Linked DNA regions of Mus musculus: region 1 is linked to region 2. The links are chromatin contacts, called in public promoter capture Hi-C maps. All regions are on one chromosome and are shown on one strand. Each heading gives the region's core, a stretch centred on a gene start, on an enhancer-like site or on the middle of the called end of the contact. The rest is flanking DNA. Distances are from core to core; before and after follow the strand shown. Region 1 overlaps Ube2k (ubiquitin-conjugating enzyme E2K). Region 2 overlaps Rfc1 (replication factor C (activator 1) 1).

Region 1 (7,294 bases), core at 1,933-4,432, 300 kb before region 2:
TCTCAAACCTAGGGCCCAGGGAATACTAGTGGCAAGATCGCTAATCACTGAGCTAGGCTGCAAAGCACTCTCTCTCTTTTTAAAGGGGAAGGTCATTTATACATTATTTCCTGAAGCTATACATGTACAGAACCAAGAAGTCAATAGGACCAAGGAAATTCTTAAATTAATTATTTTAGACTGACATCCTAAATTAACAAAAATTTAAAACTAAAAAAAAAAAAAAAAAAGGGTTGGCAGGGATGAGGTAAAAAATAGATGCAGCAGGCGGATGACACACGCCAGAATGTCAGCAATTGGTAGGTGGGAGCAGAAGGATCACAAGCTCATGGCTATCATCAGCTATGAAGAGTTCTAGGCCTGCTTGAGCTACCTTAGACTGTCTGAAAAACAAAAACATGTGTCAGATATGACACATGCTTTAATCCCAGTCTGTAAAAAATAAAAACGCATGCCAGATGTTATAGCTCATGCTTTAATTCCAGTGGTGGGTGGCAGAACCAGTTGGGTTGCTGAGAGTTCCAGGCAAGCATAGTTTACATGCCAAGCCAGATGTACATAATGAGAAACTGTGTCAAAACAAACAAGCAAGCAAGCAAACAAACAAGGGCTGCTAAGAAGGCTCAGTCGTCACAAGGTGCCACCAAGCCAGATCTGGTGGCATCCACACCTTCAACCCCAATACTTGGGAGGCACAGAAAGGCATTCCTCTAAAAAGTCAACAGACAAATAAAACCTCTTTTGGTTTTTTTTTTTTTTTTGGTCCCACTATGCAGCATCTGCTGTGGATCTGAAATGCTGGAATAAACCAGGACAGCCCGTGAGACTCTTGAAAACAACATCAAGCCTTGTGCTGTGAGGCCTGAAAGCACGTCCAAATCCCCATAACTCATGCAAGAGTGGAGACAAAACTCACTCTAAAAGTTGTTCTCTGATTTCCACATATACACCACAGCATAAACACACAATAACTGTAATTTTAGTGAACAGTACAGTAACAATGCTTTTTGTTAAGTTATAGCCTACTCTAAAGAAACATTTAAGTTTAGATTTATAGTACTCTAGTACTCCAATACACTAATGAAAAATTCAAGTCTCCTTATTTTTACATTAAAAAAAATGACATTAGTACCATGTGTGAAATTAAAAACTCAGTAGCTATAAGGAGTGTTCATCTGCTAAACAAAAATCTGAATACTATATATACAGAAAAAATTGTTCCCAGATAAAAACTAAAAAACACTTCTTAATCATCTATATTAGCAACCATGCAACATCAGTATTCTTATCTCTTCATACAATGCAGTCTCCACTCCCCTCACTATTTCTCTCAACAAATACTATGGCTCCTACTTCATGTTAGATGTAAGTTCACAATTCTACTGCCAAGTTTAATGAAAAACCTTAAATAACTTTACATTTACTCCAAAATGGAAAATATTTCACTCAGACAAAAGAAAATATTCTGTTAATTAAAACAAGCAGGCCCACTCATTAAAGATTAGTATTGGTATTTAATACTCAATTTCACAACTGGAGAAAGAGCGCAGTAGTTGACATAACTGGTCACTCTCCCAGAGGATTAGGGTTCAACTATGAACACCCAGATGATTTTTTTAAATGAACTTCATTTAAAGAAAGTCCCCAAAGGCTTGGATCTTTAAGTTTTAATTTAATGTATCAAGATGGTTTGCATGCATGGATCTCTGGACACTGTGTATCACTGGTATCCAGGAAGACCAAATGAAGGCACTGGATGCCCTGAATTAGGACTGCAGAGGTCTTTAAGGCACCCTGTGGGTGCTGGATCTCAGAACCAGATTTGTTAGAGGAGCAGCCAGTGTTTTTAAGCACAGATTCACCTGCCCAGCCCCTTACAACTATTTCTAACTCCAGTTCCAGGGGATACAAGTCTCTCTTCTGACTTCTAAGGGCAACACCCATACACATAAAATAAAATGTTTTTAAAGTAATCACTACTTATTTCATATATTAAAAGTATATTTTTGCCAGGTGGTGGTGGTACATGCCTTTAATCCCAGCACTCTGGAGGCAAAAACAGGGGAACTCTGTGAGTTCAAGGTCAGATTGGTTGATAGAGCTAGCTCCAGGACAACTAAGTCTACACAAAGAAAACCTGTCTCAAAAAAAACAAAAACAAAACCAAAACAACAACAAAAAAGTATGTCTTAACACCACAGAAAAAAAGGAACCTAGGTTTCAATATGTAACAAAAGAAATCACTGAGAGAGTTTGATTAAGGAACTCTTATTAATAGCTATCACAGTACAACTGACTCTAGGAAAGGCACTGGAGATCTCAATTCTATTATTTTTTGATCCAAAGATTATTTTTTTGCATTTCTAGTCAATAATTTAAGATAGAACAACAATGATCTAAGATAGAACAATTTATTTAGATAATAAATCCTATCTCGATTTAAAGACAAATCAAAGAAATAAATGTTTTCTGAAACTTTTGCTACATAGGCCTCTGCTTACTCCTGTAGCCCTATGGACCTGAAAATCTCACAGTCCTCAACACCATACTACTTTTTTCTTTAAGGGAAAAAAAAAAAAGATGAGCTGACTCAGGAGGGAGCAGCAGGTGAATCTCCAGGTTAAGGGCAGCCCCATCGACAGAGCAAAAATTGATCCTCTGCAACAACAAGTGATCTCAAACCACTGAACCATCTCTCTACCCACTTTATACTATAATTTGTTTATTACATACTTATATTAAAGTTAAATATATATGCATTAATAACAAAATAGAACAGTTATAATAATGTGTTATAAGAAGTTAAATTTTTAAATTAGAAATTTTCTAAAAATTTCCTTTTGACACTTGTAATTTGTGACTGGCCACAGTATAAATGATAGGTTTGGAATGCTCTTTTGTGATGAAAAGGGCATGGCCATGCAATGCCTTTGTAAACTTATTGACCATAAAGGCAAAACATCTTAATTCATAGTAGTAATGTGTACAAATGGATTCAATAAGACCTTGCTTGCTTGCCATTTGTAAGACCCTAAGTTACATGAAAAAGACTGCACAAAAATGGGAACAGAGGCAAGCTTTCAAATAGTATTGTTATGCAACCACAGTTTTGTTTGGTAGTAGCATTAGCAGTCAAACACAGAACCTTATACGTGCTTGGCAAGTGCTCAAACAGCTATATTGGCTAGTCTTGTCCTGAGTTGCTCATACCAACTGGGGATTCAAATAGCTATATCCCTAGCCAACGAGTATCAAATTATTTTTATTATTTCAAGAAGAAATCCTGGAGAACAGCACAAGGGCCCCTGTTCAACCTGAACAAAAAATCAAAAGGAAAAGGAAAGCAAAGGGCTGAGGACATGGGCCAGTGGTAAACCCGACTGCTGCACACTGCACAAACACACAAACATGCACACACACTCACTCACTCACAGACATGGGCTGGGTGGTAATATTTTATTCTTTTTCCTTTTGCAGCAAGATCATAGGATAGTTAGTCCAATAACCTAACATACAGACTAACAAATCTGGATACTAGTTAACCTCAACCTATTAGAGGTAAAGTTGTTATAGGAAGGGGGGGGGGATTTTCTTACCACAAACTATTATCAGTTATGATTATCATTATATTAATACTGAAAATGCAGTGTCTATAAAGCTCATTTCTTCCTTCCTTTTCTGTTTAGGGGGAAAAAACACCTTATGAACTAATCCAGCGGCTGAAGTAGAAGAAGTATTACTTGAGTCTAGGATTTCAAGATCAGAATAGGTAACATAGGGAAAGCCCTTCCCCAAAACAAAAACCAATGAGGCATACTGGCTAACACCTTTATTCCAAGCATTCAAGAAAGGCAGCCAGATCTTTATGATTTCCAGGTCAGTCAAGGCTATATAGTATGACACTGTCTCAAAACAAAAAGAAACCCACAAGTAACTTTTATTCTCCTAAAGTAATTATCTCTTTGCTTACTGCCTCTAACTTACCCCCAGTTCTCCCTATCATCTTACTGAGACCTAGAGTGTTTTCAGCCTCGGAAACTTACTGCTGAGTAAGCTCACCTTTTCTTGTTCTTTCTGATTTCTGGCTGGCTGACTCAACTCAGCTGTTCTGGCTCAACTCAAACTCTTCTCTCCAAGCTGATTGATTCAATCTGGCTTCTTCTCTCCAAGCTGATTGATTCAATCTGGCTTCTCTCTCAGCCTGACTTTTTGCTCTGCTTGGCCTCAAACTAACTGACAATCTGTTCTGATCTTCTGGCTCCTTCTCATTCTCTAGCTCCTTCTTGTCTTCACTGTGTATAGCGTATTCTCTCTCAAACTTGTCTCCCAGGAAATCTGCCTCCTCTCCTTTTCTCCTTCTGCACTGGTCTCTTAAGTAGCTTCCTGTTCCTCTCTCTTCTCTTGAGAGTTGGGTAGATCCTATTCTGTCAAATCTTTCTGATTTGTCACTTTGTCTGCCACTCAACTAAACATCACTTTCAAACGTGACTGCTTCCTTCTACAAACTTTACCTTCATTGTTTGGGATTAAAGGTGTGAACTAAGGGCATGTCTGTATTCCAGCCAGAGGGATTAAAGGTATGTGAAGGGCTGAGGCACATCACCACTACAAACAGGTTTTTTCAAGTAAACACCGCAATCTCCGGGCTCACAGTGTGATCAAATATACTGCAACATGCATGGACTGACCAGAAAGACAGAAGACAAACCAAACTTATTACCAAACTAAGTCCTACAACTTGAATTTGACCCCTGGGCCCTGAGTAGTAAAAATAGAAACAGCTCTCACAGTCTGTCCTTTAACAAACATCAATGTTTCCTGGGCAACTTGCATTTACATAGTGTTTTTATATACACAGTAAATAAACAAAAATCCACTTTTTTAACTCCATTCACATGACTATATAAGCAAGGTGGAGTGTGTACATACAATGAATGACACAATGTACAAACAGTAAACATAGAAACGGCAGAGGCAGAGAGGCAGAAGCAGGAGAATTTCTGAGTTTGAGGCCAGCCTGGTCTACAAAATGAGTTCCAGGACAGCCAGGGCTATACAGAAAAACCCTGTCTCGAAAAACAGAAAACACCCCCCCCAAAAACAAACAAACAAACAAAAATATGTGCCACCATGCCCAAATAAAGTGATTTTTTTTAAAAGCTAAAAGTAATTACAGAATTACTGTTTAATGAGCATATATTTCATTTAAGAAGAGGAAAATTCTGGAGTAGATGTTATACTTAGACAAAATGTCAATATATTTAATACTGCTCAATAATACATCTAAAAAAGGCTAAAGGGACTGCAGATGTGCTCTAGAGCACTTGCATAGAATGCAGGGGCCCTGAATACAATTCCCAGCACAGACCAAATGTTGTACTGCACATGTACACCACACCCACACCCACACCCACACTTTAAGAACAAAAAATATAGGCAAGGTATACTAATGTATACCTTTAAACCAAGCACTTGGGAGGCAGAGACAGATAGACATTCTGGGATTTAAAGCCATTGAATATAGGCATTTCCAAGTAAGTCAACTGTAAGACCCTGTCTCAAAAAAAGGGGTGGGGGCAAGTATAGAGTCGGCTCCAGAGGTTAGAAACATTTAATGGAGGGCAGTCAAGATATCTTGGAGATTGCATTGACCTGATACAGTCTGTATTCTAATGTTACTAATACTGGGTCCTCAGGAGGGGTTGGCCCCAACAAGCAAACCATCACATACTCAGGTGATGTCATGTGACCCTTCTCCCCATTTTAACTGGTCAATAAAAGGCTAGAGCTTGTGATTGGGCAGTGGAAGGGAAAGGTGGGCCTGAAGGCTTGGGGGTGGGGGGTGGGGGCAGGTAGAGAGAGGAGAAGAGGACAGAAGAATAAGAGGAAGAAGCCATAATGGACCAGAACCCCATGGTAGGGAGGAACCCCAAGTAGCAAGGGGTCTTGTTGCTGGGGAATAAGTATGCCTGCCCAATCTAGGCATATGGACGACAGTTAATGTATCTGGAGTGTGTGTCTTTTGTATGGGCTTAGAAGGGTTCAAAATTCCTTCAATAGTGACAGATGATGCCTTGTGAATTTGAGGCCAGCTTGGTCTACATAGTGAGATCCTGGATGGATGGATGGATGGATGGATGGATGGATGGATGGATGGAGGGGTGGGAGGAAGGGAGGGAGGGAAGGAAGGAAGGAAGGAGGGAGGGAGGGAGGGAGGGAGGGAGGGAGGGAGGGAGGGAGGAAGGACTAAAAAAAATCTATGAATTTTTAAAGTGAAAGCTGAAAAAGTGTACTTGTTGGGCACAGTTTACAAAGATATATTTTACCTGCTCAAAAGAAAACTAGAATTTCAAATAATATAAAGATTCATGTGAAAACAACAGAATACAAGAGTAAGCATCTATCTACAAACAGCAAATAATCCCAACTGGAAAATGAAAGCCATGTATGTATGAAAAGTATAAAAGAGACTAAGACGAGAAAACGGAGATCCAGTTGTTAGAGGTTGTGAGTTTTGACACTGTTAGCAAAGAAAGATGATCAGCAATTTCTTCAAGAACATTTATCAAACAGCACAACGAATGAGCAGGAGTGACAAAGATGGACAGCTAGTCACATGCCAGGCAAAGCAAGGAAGTAATCCGACTGAATGACTAAGCAATGCTTATAGCTGTAGAGGTATAAAGAAACTGATTCAAAAATTAGTTTGGGCTATGTTTTCTTGTTACATACACTCTTAGAATAACATCATTCTTTCTCAATATTTATCACAGTTGGAATAACAGTTTTTCCTCTTCCACAGTGTGAGCTTCCTAAAAGTTAAATGTGAAGGGGCTGGAGAGACGGTTTGGTAGTTGGCACACTGGCTGCCCATCCACACAGCGGCTCACAACATCAGTAATGGGATGTGACCCCCTCCTCTGTGTTCATGAAGACAGAGTACTCATACGCATAAGCAAAACACAGTGTAAGTCTCACTATTTCTCAGCACACTGTACTTAATTTCTGTTTTGTCTGTTTTTCATTGTAATTTTTTTCTTCTTTTTTTTTTTTCTTTCCCACTCTAGTAGTAATGCAAATAAAACCTGAGTCCTGGCACATACAAGAAAAGTTCTCTACCAATGAGCTAGCGAATTTCTGGCCCTCAAATAATTTCTAAATAAATATATATTTAAATAAGTATTTATTTAAAGCAAGTAAGAACCTCTCTGTAAACCTGACTAAACAGCTAATTTTCAGAAGCTAATATTTGTGCCATTATGAGATACAAATTGTACTCCAATATATAGCCATC
Region 2 (6,791 bases), core at 3,810-6,309:
TTGTAGGGTAAGTACAGGGAGCTAGCTCTGGGGATGCTGGTGTGTAGTCAAGGAAGAGGGTGTGAGCGCTCAGCCCTGGAGCGACCTTGGAGTCCAGGTAGCAGACAGCTGGGCTAAGGGAGATGGGTGTGGTATTGGGCTGGAGGAACAACCAGTGCCAGTGTCTGAAGGCCTGTGAGAGAGAGAATGCCCAGGGCCCTTAAGGAAACTGGAAGAAGCTGAGGTAAGCACTGGCACAGTGACCTACAGCCTCATTACATTGCCATTTGCTTTTGGTCTGCACTCTCCTCTCTGCTTTGCAAAGCTCTCGGGCAGTTCATAAATGGTTCCTTCTGATCTGGAGTGTCTGAAATATGGTGCATGTTAATGCTCTGGAACTTCTCTTCCCTAGCAGCAAAGTTTGGCAAACTTGCCAGCAAAGATGATGGCTCCAGTTTCAAGGCAGCTCTGCTGTCTGGCCCTCCAGGTGTTGGCAAAACCACTACAGCTTCTCTTGTGTGTCAGGTGGGTGCCCTGTCATAGTGCAGTGATCAGCTCGTGTGTGTGTGTGTGTGTGTGTGTGCGTGTGTGTGTGTCTGTGTTAATCTACAGTGTATATTTTTCTAAAGTCAAACTTTAGAATTTTCTTTGGCTTTAGTGGTGTTTGTCACTTCTTTTTTTTTTTTTTTTTAATGCTATTATTCTGGCTGGGTGTGGTAGTGCATGCCTATAATCCCAGCATTGAGGAAGCAGGTGAATCTCGAGGTTAATTCAAGGCCAGCCTAGTCTACATAGTAAGTTCCAGGACACAAGTCTTTTTAAAAAAAATCTAAAGAAAATTAAAGAAAAAAAAAACAAACCCCACCTTAAACCTGTTATTGAATTGGCTATTATAAAAACATCCATTTTCCCTTATAGGTGGAGGATGTGTTACTAGGCGCTCAGGAGATGCCGTGGCTGCAGGTGGTACAGAGCCCTGTGCACCGTGCCCTGCAGCAGTGCCACTTCATATAGTTAGTCTGCCTCCTGTGTCCTGGCACCCTCCTTGCCTCCCCCTCTTACTGTCTAGGGCCACGGTACTGGCTGGTTTTGTGTAAACTTGACATAAGCCAGACCTTAGAAGGAAGGAGCCTCAGGTAAGGAAATACCTCTGTGAAATCCAGCTGTAAGGCGTTTTCTCAATTAGTGATCAGTGGGGGAGGGCCCAGCCCATTGTGGGTTGGGCCATCCCTGGGCTGATGGTCCTGGGTTCTATAAGAAAGGCTTAGCAGGACAGACAGCAGACCCTCTATGGCCTCTGGATCAGCTCCTGAATCCAGGATTCTGCTCTGTATGTGTCCCTGTCCTGACTTCCTTCAGTGATCCACAGTGATATGGAAGTGTAAGCCAAATAAACCCGTTCCTCCCCAACTTGCTTTTCAGTCATGGTGTTTCATCAAAGCAATAGAAACCCTAACTAAGACAGCCATTATTAAGTAAGGGTTATTTGAATACACCCACTATGATACAGGCAGGTGGTCTGATACCCTGGCATGAGCCACCATACATAGCTTACCAGCTGTGGTTTTAAAACCAAACTCCTCTGTGTATGTGTTGTTTTAAGAATCTCTAATGCTGTGGGGAATTAGATTTGTGGCCTTTTGGTATCATACTTAATTTTTTACTCATGTTTAATGTGACTTTTGGAACCTCTGTGTTCCTTAATCAGCTGCTGCCCAGGATCATTTGCACTGTTATAATAATGATTTTTAATATTTTGACTAGGAATTGGGCTACAGTTATGTGGAACTAAATGCAAGTGATACTCGGAGTAAGAACAGTTTGAAAGCAGTTGTTGCTGAATCCTTGAACAACACCAGCATCAAAGGCTTTTATACAAGTATGTGCCCTTTTTGAACTGTGGCTATAGATGTGGTTTAAGAAAAACAAGTCACTTCAGTGTTCTGTAATGAGCACTCCTGTGTGGTAAGTATCCTGAGGCATCAAGATAGGAAAGGCCTTTGGCATAACTCTTCTGGGGCATTAGTTCTGCTCTGTGATCTCAGAGGTTTTTGAGACTGGGATAGAAATGTGTGCATATACAGTTTTCATTTTGTGTGTGATGTTGGACAGTTCCAGGTGAGTCTTGTAAAGGAGAACGGGGAGAGTGAAGTGCACCGTTCACTGAGGCCGAAAGCCTGTGTGTGTGTGTGTGTGGGGGGGGGGGGGAGCTGATTGTGTACTCTGCAGTAAAAGGATGACTTGATTCAGAGAGCCTTGAAGAATGAAAGGGCCCATTTATAGCAAGAAGGTGTGATCACTGTGGAAGGTTGTGTTGTAACTAGTGGTCCCAAAAGGCTGAGTTCATGGGGAAATGAAGATGTATCAGGTAAGGATCCACATGCCTGTGGAGAGTGCCATAGAACTGCGGTACTTTTATGTTAGAAGTTAGTTTTTGAAAGAAATTGCTCAGAAGAGTCCTCCCCCCTTCTTTCTTTCTCTCCTCCTTCCCTCCTTCTCTTTCTTCCCTCTCCCTCCCTCCCTCTCCCATCCCCCCACTTTTTCTGTCTCTTGGTATATGTATGTGGGTGTGTGTGGATGTGAGACGTGTGCACCTCACCACACCCAAGATTTTTTATGTGTGTTCTAGGGTTTGAACCCAGGTTCTTATGTTTGCAAGGCAGATACTGTACTAATGGGCAGTCTTTCCATATAGCTTGCTGTACATGGCTCTTGGAAGTATTAATTAATACAACTCACTAGCAGTCTGGCATTTTTCCTCAAGTCTAAATCATACATAATTTCTAATCTATGTCAATTCTTGGAATTTAACTGTCATTATATTTTAATATGTGTAGAATGATACATGCACACACAGACACACATACACACGCACACATAGACATACACACACATACACATGCACACACAGACAAGTATACACACACACAGACATACATGCTCACACACTTAAACACACACCACATGCTCTCATCATACAGCCAAATGTACTCTCACATGTAGACACATGCACACATATGAGGATATTTACATATTAGTATGATATAAAAGCTTGAGCATCTTAATATCTTATCAATAAACTACATTACTATGCATTTTAAAGGAGAATATTAAATTACATTAAAAAGAAGTGTTTTGGGGATGGACATTACCTCTTCTGGTGTGCAGACAAAATACCCACTACATATAATAAATCTTAAAAAGAAGAGAAGTGTTACTGATGGATGGGTGGATGGATGGATGGAAACAGATCAATAACCAAGATGTATTAAGTGAAAGCCCACAAGGTACATATTTTTATGCACACAGGTTTTAAGTATGTATTGGCTATCTCTACATGGACTTTAGTGAACTGCTGGGAAGAGAGTTTGCTTTCATGGCTTCACTCTTGGAGCTGTTGGAGTTTAAATGTGTGTTGACTCTTACTGTGTTCTGTGTTCTTTCCCCTGGTCAGGTGGAGCGGCTCCTTCCGTGAGTGCGAGGCACGCCCTCATCATGGATGAGGTCGATGGCATGGCAGGCAATGAAGACAGGGGTGGAATTCAGGTAACACAAGCACTGTGGCTTCTGTTTTACTGTGGGCTTTAATTAAGAAAATAACCGTTATGTGCATGGATAATTGTAGCAGTTGAGAGCTTTTAAAAAATACTAAAATATATTGAATATCTGTTATTTTATAAAAATAATTATCCTCATATTCTAAATTTGTCTTTTAGGAGCTAATAGGCCTGATAAAGCATACTAAAATTCCCATCATTTGTATGTGCAATGATAGAAACCACCCCAAAATTCGCTCATTGGTTCATTATTGTTTTGATCTTCGTTTCCAAAGACCTCGAGTTGAACAGATTAAGGTATGATGATTATAATTACAAAGAATTTAAAAAAATTTTGGGAGTATGTGTGTTCACAGGCATACACGTGCACGCTCATGCAATGCAGTAGGGTGTACATGTGGAGGTAACAGGGCATTTCTGGGTGTCAGTTCACTTATGGGGGTTCTAGGATCAGTCGCAGGCACCAGGCATGATGGGAAATGCCTGTACCCATCTTGCTGTCTCAGGGTTCCTGTCACTATGATGAAATACTGACAAGACAACTTGAAGGGCAAAGGTTATTTGCCAGGAAGTCAGGAGTTGAGAGAGGCAGGAGCTGATTCATGGTAGATGCTGCTGAATGGCTTGCCCAGCCTGCTTTCTTATAGAACTCAGGCCACCAGCCCAGGGCTGGCCCCACCTATCATAGACTGTACCCTTTCCCATTAGTCACTAATTAAGAAAATGCCCTTCCGGCTTGCCTACAGCCTGATCTTAGGGAGGTTTTTGTCAGTCAGTTTTTCCTCTTCTCAGATAGTTTCTGTGAGGTTGATGTAAAACTAGCCTGCACACTAGCCCAGAATATTTTTAAAATGACATTATTATATTTATATAAAGGTTGATTTTTAACTTTAGGCAGTGTCAGTGCGGTAACCAGTGAGTTTTACCTAAGATATGATGATTGATAACTGAAAACTCAAGGGTCAATTTTTTTTTTCAAAACAGGGCTTCTGTGTAGCCCTGGCTGTCCTGTAGCTCTCTCTGTAGACCAGGCTGGCCTGGAACTCAATAGAGATCTGTCTGCCTCTGCCTCCTGAATGCTAGGATTAAAGGCTTAAGCAACCCAACTCAAGGGTCAGTTTTAAAAGAATCTCATAAATATCCATAGAATTGCAGATGCTATGTGTTAAAAAAATGTCAATGACAATTTTCTTGTTTGTTAATTTCAGAGTGCAATGCTGTCTATTGCATTTAAAGAGGGTTTAAAAATCCCCCCTCCAGCTATGAATGAAATAATTTTGGGAGCTAATCAAGATGTCAGACAGGTGAGTTAGATATTTATTTTGGGGAAGTTGTTACTTTTCTAAATTTAATTTTATTATTTTATGTGTGTGGATATTTTGCCTGTATTTATGTGACTTACCACTTGTGTGTCTAGATTGGCAGAGGCCAAAAGAGGGCATCAGACTCCCTGGAACTGGAGTTACAGATGGCTGCGAGCTGCTTTGTGGGTGTTGGGAGAGCAGCTGAGCCAGCTTCTAGCTCTTGGCAGTTGTCAGTACTTTAGCTGCCCACTCTCGAAACTTGCACAGGATAGGAAAAGAGCAGCCATTTCTCATCCTGGCATTGTCGTCTTTGTGTTTTTTCTAGGTTTTACACAATCTCAGTATGTGGTGTGCACAAAGTAAGGCCCTGACCTATGACCAAGCCAAGGCTGATTCTCAGAGGGCTAAGAAGGATATCAGACTGGTAAAATGAGTTTCCATTTTTTAGTTATGTTATGAAGTTGGTGTTTCTTGTCCTGCTTATATTAGCTTTGTAGACATAATTATCTCTTGGTGTACTTCTAGAGCTCACAGACTTGTCAGACCTGTAGACAGTGAGCTTTTTTTCTAGCATGGCCATCTTTATAGACTGATGAAAAGGGATATTTTAAATGAGCCCCATGCTTCCTCACTGAGAGCGATTTTTCCATTGGACCTTCTGCATGCATTTGTGGCCTCCGTGGTTGTACTATTGGGAATTCTATGTTTCAAGTGCGTTAGTTTAACTTCCAAAGCTAGAGGTCTCTATCTCTTGTCTCTGCTCTGCTTTACTATCCAAAATTATAGATAGTTAGCTTTTTTAAAAAAAGAAATGATATACTTTAGATTTTGAAGTAGTTTTAAGTTTGCAGCAAAATGTAGTAGAAGGCACAGAGGTTTCCCATGCAAGCCACTCCAGCGTACACTTCATTTAGCATCCTGCACCAGAGTCTCAGTCAGTAACTTCACTAGGGCTCATTCTTGACATTGCACACTCTGTGTTTTCTCACAGGCGGGCAGTGGTGTGTTCTACCACTGCAGAACTACAGTAGTTTCCCTGGGCTCAGACTCGGCATCCTTAATTCCTTCCTCTTTTTTTAAAAAAAGGTTTATTTATTTTTATGTATATGAGTACACTGCAGCTGTCTTTAGACACACCAGAAGAGGGCATCAGATCCCATTACAGATGGTTGTGAGCCACCATGTGGTTGCTGGGAATTGAACTCAGGACCTCTGGAAGAGCAGCAGTCAGTGCTCTTAACTGCTGAGTCATCTCTCCAGTCCCCCTCCTTCTATAACCACCAGTCTTCCATCTCCATGGTTTTGCCTGAGTGCCATGTAGTGGGAATCATACAGTGTGCAGCCTTTGGAGATTGACTTCTTTCCCACAGTAGAGTGTGTACATTCAAGGCTCCGTCATGTCCTTTAATGAACTGTTCTTTTTGTTTGTATGGTCTTTTGAGATTGCATTGCTGGTAACTCACTTGAGCTGGCCTGAAGCTCAGTATGTAGCTGAGGCAGGCTTTGAACCTCATCTCTAAGTGCTAGGATTACTGGTGTGTCCCAACATTCATGGCTGATATTTTTATTAAAATTGTTGAGTCCAAGGCCTGAGATATATCAGTTTATTTATCATTCGGTTACTGGAAGAAGTATCTTAGTACTTCTAGATTCCACAGTTGGGATGAAAGTGCTAGAACACTATGTGTAGGATTTTGTGTAAACATAATTTTAGGTCATTTGGAACCCCTAAAGTATCATATAATTCTCCTCAGCAGGCAGTGAAGGTGCCTATTGCTCCAGCGTCATCTTCACCAGTATTAGGTTTTGGTCATTCAGTCATTTTCTGCCCCTTGTTGGCAGGGCCCATTTGATGTCACTCGGAAAGTGTTTGCAGCTGGAGAGGAGACTGCACACATGTCACTGATGGACAAGTCAGATCTCTTCTTCCATGACTATTCCATAGCACCCC

What was found. Capture Hi-C pulls out chosen DNA fragments and counts their contacts.
Region 1: a contact with region 2 is called in a promoter capture Hi-C map of adipose tissue. The contact joins two enhancer-like sites. A contact is called at or near these places in 2 of 9 other capture datasets (adipose tissue and pancreatic islet).

What each region holds. Positions count from the first base shown.
Region 1 is chr5:65,571,924-65,579,217 of GRCm38.p6, reverse strand. All of the region lies in intron 3 of Ube2k (ubiquitin-conjugating enzyme E2K), which reads right to left. Among named protein-coding and RNA genes, the nearest start is that of Gm40309, 34 kb to the right of the region's middle. Within about 2 kb of position 3,182, at least 9 of the 459 cell types and tissues checked have an H3K27ac peak or open chromatin away from gene starts, as enhancers often do. A contact at or near this core is called in adipose tissue, where this site is marked.
Region 2 is chr5:65,272,424-65,279,214 of GRCm38.p6, reverse strand. Rfc1 (replication factor C (activator 1) 1) reads left to right here. Exons shown (of 25, transcript NM_001347357.1): 14 at 392-504; 15 at 1,744-1,858; 16 at 3,434-3,525; 17 at 3,696-3,833; 18 at 4,745-4,840; 19 at 5,166-5,264; 20 at 6,683-6,791. Among named protein-coding and RNA genes, the nearest start is that of Rfc1, 60 kb to the left of the region's middle. Within about 2 kb of position 5,059, at least 13 of the 459 cell types and tissues checked have an H3K27ac peak or open chromatin away from gene starts, as enhancers often do. A contact at or near this core is called in adipose tissue, where this site is marked.